2 separate regions of the Gossypium hirsutum genome follow, and region 1 is linked to region 2. Evidence: chromatin contacts called from public Hi-C data. All regions are on one chromosome and are shown on one strand. Each heading gives the region's core, a stretch centred on a gene start, on an enhancer-like site or on the middle of the called end of the contact. The rest is flanking DNA. Distances are from core to core; before and after follow the strand shown. Region 1 holds the start of LOC107954869 (neural Wiskott-Aldrich syndrome protein). Region 2 holds the start of LOC107954865 (choline-phosphate cytidylyltransferase 1).

The links. Hi-C and Micro-C count contacts between places; a contact is called where the count stands out from the background.
Region 1: a Hi-C map of leaf shows a contact between it and region 2, with 2.8 times the contacts expected there. The contact joins the promoter of LOC107954869 here to the promoter of LOC107954865 in region 2. A contact is called at or near these places in 19 of 34 Hi-C or Micro-C datasets (anther, callus, cotyledon and 4 more).

What each region holds. Positions count from the first base shown.
Region 1 is chrD07:50,031,998-50,034,697 of Gossypium_hirsutum_v2.1, reverse strand. LOC107954869 (neural Wiskott-Aldrich syndrome protein) reads right to left here and starts at 1,318. Exons shown (of 3, transcript XM_016890556.2): 1 at 873-1,318; 2 at 20-766. The coding sequence starts at 951.
Region 2 is chrD07:49,857,958-49,860,657 of Gossypium_hirsutum_v2.1, reverse strand. LOC107954865 (choline-phosphate cytidylyltransferase 1) reads right to left here and starts at 1,390. Exons shown (of 8, transcript XM_016890553.2): 1 at 1,054-1,390; 2 at 652-765; 3 at 27-122. The coding sequence starts at 1,175.

The sequences.
Region 1 (2,700 bases), core at 69-2,568, 170 kb before region 2:
TTCAGATTCAGAAACTTACTAGGATCAACTGTAACAAGCATGGCAGTTCCTCCGAAATCACAAGTGCCACCGCTTCCCTTTTTGTTTTGCCAGTAGCTGTTGAAAGCATACGATGCGTGAGAGATCATCGTGTTGGGTTGGAAGCAAGCCTGGTTGGGTTGAATCGACTTGCAATCTGCACCAGACCCGCATGCATAATCCATGGCTGCTTGGATCAATGAATCAGGCACTGTTGGCTTAGCCACACACCAAGTACCAGATCGTGACCCTTTGTGTGGAGTAGAACGAGGTGGTGGGTTCAGCACCGGCGGTTCAGGAATGGGTTGGCCTGGAACTTGCTTAGGGGGCGTTGACACATTTTTTGGTGGGTTAGGTTGATGTTGAGGTGGACTTGAGAAAATGCTAGGTGGATTGAACCCATGCTCGGGAGAAGCTGCTTCCGGTGGATTTGCTGGCGGACTATGGATGATGTTACTCGGTGGTGGAGGTGTTGGTGGGCTGTGGATGATGTTACTCGGTGGTGGAGGTGTTGGTAGGCCGTAACTCGCCGGAGGTGGCAGAGGGTTGGAAGGCGATTGTGGGGTAAATGGAGGAGAGTGGTCAGGCTGAGGAAGTAGTGGTGATAATGAGTCAGAATGTGGTAGGTAGAAAGGTGAGTCAAGGGTATATGGATCACCATCGAAGCCGATACGATCCGTTGTTTTTAGCTTTTCATGGAGGTTTGAGCCTTGGTCCTTCTTCCATATATGAACCATGAGTCTGGCATCTTTACAGAATTTGCACACAAAAGAAACAACAAATCATACGAAGTACATTCATTCAATCCATCAATTGAAAATGAATAGAATGGGAAAACAAAGGAATTTACATACCAGAGTGAGTGAAGAGAATGGAGGCTGAAATGATTAGGACTGCATAGAGAAAGCTTAAACAGTGGGGCCTTGACTCCATGGCTAGGGTTGTAACAGAGATGAGCAAGGGTTGGGGGATGATCCAGGTTGAATAAATATATAAGAAGAAGAGTGGCAAAGGACATCTGGTGGACAGGGAGGAGGAAAAAGGAGTGAAACAAGGTGGGGGCAGAAAGGGGAACCGTTAACATAGGGAAACTAAAGAAGATTCAAAGGCAATCAATGCTGTAACCAGATTCTAATTATTTCTTTTAGCTTGGTAGAATATATGCTTGCTTGGGCATGGGGAAAATTGGAGGGTTTTCACCTTTTGTTTTTGCTTGCTTTCTACTCGGACAAAGAATACTACTTATTTGATATTCATTAAGCATCCGATGAAAATAAATTGCATTTACTGTTTAGGATATTGGGGAATGTTTTAAAAAGCGACTAATAATTGAATTTAAATATACTTGTTTATAATTGACTTTAAGTAACTCAAACATTTAAGGATGTGATGTTTACTTCTTTATATTTAGGGATGGAATGGAACGGGTTAGAGGTTGACGCTGTTGTCGGGGAAACTAACTAAAAATCTTAAATTAATAGTATAATTATAGTGAGTAAATATATTATTTTCACGAAGAGTAAAAATACTAGTAATTATTGTCTTTCTATTATTTGATCGATAAATTCGAATGATTGATTGAAAACTAAAATTAACTGAATTAATTGCTAACGAACGCGACAAAGAACAATTTAGGAGAATAATTGAATAACAACCAAAAAGCAAAACAATACCCAGAAGAGAATTCACTTAGACTTCATTTGTCACTATTAATCTAAATTACGCAATTTCTTCACTTAGCATCTTGATCCGTAAAAATCCCTGAATTATGCTAATATCTCTTTCTAGAGTAAGAGCAGCTGACTCTAGGTTGATTAATTGAAATTTCCTTCTAATTAAAACCCCTATTATCGCATTAACTTGGTCTATGGATTCCCTATAAGATTTGACTCTAATCCAGTAGATTTATATCGTCCTATTTCTAGGATTGTATGTAACTCCACTCAATTACGCTAGATCTACTCTTAAACAAAGTCTATTCCTCTTATGATTTAGGCACATCAAACATGAATCAATAGTCTAGAAATATCAAACCAAGAATTAAGCACACATAATTGAGAACAAGATCTAAGTATTTATTGTGTAAAACAAAAATCAAACGATAGAATTCATCATAGGGTTCATCTCCCTTATATATTTAGAAAATTAGTCCATGCTTGAAAATAAAAACTTCCAAGAGACAGTATAACAGAAAGAAATAAAGAAACTCATTATAATCTCCTGAGAAATCAACTGGGAATCTTCAATCTTGACAGAAATCTACTTCAGAATCAACTTCAATGATATTTTTCGAGTTTTTTTATTGAATTTTCTATGACAGCTCTCTCCTATCTTCTTATTTTTGTCATATATACATCTTAGAATGTTCGAAAAACCTAAAAATTGTATTTTTTTGCTGTTTAGGATGCAAATCCATGTAATCAACACAACCTTCCACATGGCCGTGTGGCAGCTTGAGTGGCTCACACGGTCATGTGGAAATGGTCAACCCATGTGGCTCTTGTAACTTGCTCCGATTTTTTTCACTTGTTTTTCGCTCTTTTGGCTCCTAAATGCTCTCCTAAGTATAAAAACATGAATTTAAAAGATTAGGAGCAGAAAATTCACTATCAGCATCGAATAATCACCCAAAAACGCATTAAGAATGAGACTAAAATATGTTACTTTTAGCACTTATCAGAG
Region 2 (2,700 bases), core at 141-2,640:
TCAAAGCAAGAATTGTCTATCCTTACGGAAGTGAATCATGAGCCACATAGTCAATATTGTGTTTATCCAGAAATTCTTGATCGATCACCCACGGAGCATCAGGAATGACTTCATCAACCCACCTGTAACAAAATAAATAACGAAGTCCTTCAAAGTGAATCTATATTTAAGGTTTCACTAAATGAATTAACAGTTATTTTGAGGAACATAGTTAATTCACATTTTGCAAATCAAAAATGAAAAATCTTATTATAAGAGAAGAAAACTGATTTACTTCAAAGTGTAAACAAAAAGTTAAGTAAATCTATATTTCAGGTTCCACTAGATTGCAGCCTTTGCTAAAGGAAATATACCAAGATTTTACTTCCTAAAAGCAATAATTGATTAAAAGAGAACAAATAACACAACATCAAATTCTAACATAATTATTCCGTTGAATAGTAAAATTAAGCCTAATCCAAAAATTTTACAATTTTAATTCTTCAAATCTACTACTTTTACAACGAAAGGAAAATTTTGCTTGAAACTCTCAAAAGCAAAACTCAAGTAGCAAAAGCAGCAACCAAACTATACCTCAAATATGCATCCTTGGTGATCTTTTTTTTTTATAATATTTTCAGTAAAATAAACAGAGATGGCTGAGAGTTATACTTGCAATGGCGAAGGGATTCATAACGTTCTGATTCGGTCATAACAGTTTTGCCCTTGTACTTGTGTGTTGTTTCGTCATTGCAACACCCAACCAGCAAATACGTATTGGGAAACCTAAAATCTCACAAAATTGAATTGCATAATCAGGGAAAAAGCAATCCAAGCATGCAGTTGTGCATAAATAACATCAAGCAAAAGCATATTTTATGCAAACAAACATAATAAAAATTCAAAAAAACTTGACATTAAAAAAAACCCAGAAAAGTTACACAGATAAAAAATAACCCAAACATGAAGATTTTGAAAGAAATCCATTAATCACGGGAAAATTCGAAAGATACCCAGAAAAGTAATAAAATCAAACATAGAAGAGAGAGAGAGAGAGAAGGGATTAAAACGGACGATTTCTTGGCTTGTTCGAGAGAGCGAGCGTGGCCAAAGTGGAAGAGATCGTAGATCCCATCGGCGTAAACACGGACAGGGCGATCGGGATCGGAACTGTTGCTATTGTTACCGTTGTTCATGGCGGAGATTCTAGAATTAAGAAAAAGGGGAAAAGAAAATTGGGAGTTCTGTTATTTCTTCTGTCTCATAATAATAAATAATAATACTAATAATATAAATTGGATTTCGGCTTTCCTCTGAACCCACAGGCTGGCTGAGAATGCATACGCGCTTCTTGCGCTTCTTACGCTTCTATTTTATTTATTTCAATTTCTTTTCTCTTTTACTCTGCGCGTTTATAATTTAATCTTGACTTAATACAGTCTTATATCATTTTCTTACCTTGGGTTTAAATTTTTTTGCCCACTTCAGTCTCAAATATTATAAAAAAATTTATTTATCAGTTTAATCCTTTAAATGTTAAAAAACTGATTAAAATATCTAATTAAAATATCATCATTTTATAAAGTGGGTGTTGAGGGGAATAAGTCTCAAAGCCTCAATAGAAGGCGTCCTAAGTGGGGATTTTGTCTCCTGCACTTCGAGGAGAGCCTGAAGGGTTCATAGAGCGTAGGGGTTGCCTAAGTATGCTAAGGTAAGATATATAAGCCTTCATTGATGGTTCAATCTCTCACAGGCACATTTTGCATTATTAATATTTCTAACAATATTGAAACCTCTCTCTGAGCTTATAGGTTATATCTATATTAATCGATGTGTTCTTTGTACTCCGTGAACCCTTCGAATTCTCTTTGAAGTACGAGAAGCAAAACCTCCAAATAGAATAATATCTTCAATTGAGTATCGGAGACTTATTCCCCAAAAAAGAGAATAAAGTTCATCATGGAGAAGCAAAATCAAAGACAATTAGAGAATTTACTATGTACATAATAAAAAGATCTTGTGAGAAGCATCAAAGAGAATTGATAGAGATGGGAACGAGCCAGACCTTCACAAGAATCATGAAAAAATATTGGTAGATTTGGCGAATACGTCCTTGTTTGAGAAGGATAATAATGGTGAAGGAGTTTTGTGCCCAAAACAATCTTAAGCTTCAAAAGAGTATTTTTAATTTTAAATTTTGGAGGGATCAAATTCTACTTTTATTTTTATTTTAGGGGCATGTAATAACTATTTAGGATATTATATATTTTTTAAAATTAGAATTTTTATTATGTCTTGTTTTGTTTGAATCTTTATAGGTTTACCACATGTTTGGAGTAAAAAATTGTCCAAATCATTTGTGGAGAAGTAGTTGTCTTTATTTATAGATTCGAGCTTAAATCGAGAGACCTTTCTCTAATTTTTAAATAAGAGGATAATATGCTGCAACGTGCTCGAACCTATATCCTCTTGCACTGACAACAATGCCGATGCCAGTCGAACTAAGATTTAATCAACCTTTTCCTTATACTTTTAAATATTGAAGAAAATGTTTGATTTTAGTGTGGGGGGATTTTGGAATGTTTCATGCATGTTTTTTATATTTAGTAATTTGTGTTCAATTTTTAAAAAATTTCATGTTTAGATTTTACATGTACTTAGAATTTTTTTTTTTTTGAGGACACTGGACGTGATTGCAAAGTAGGTAGCATGTGAGCTAAT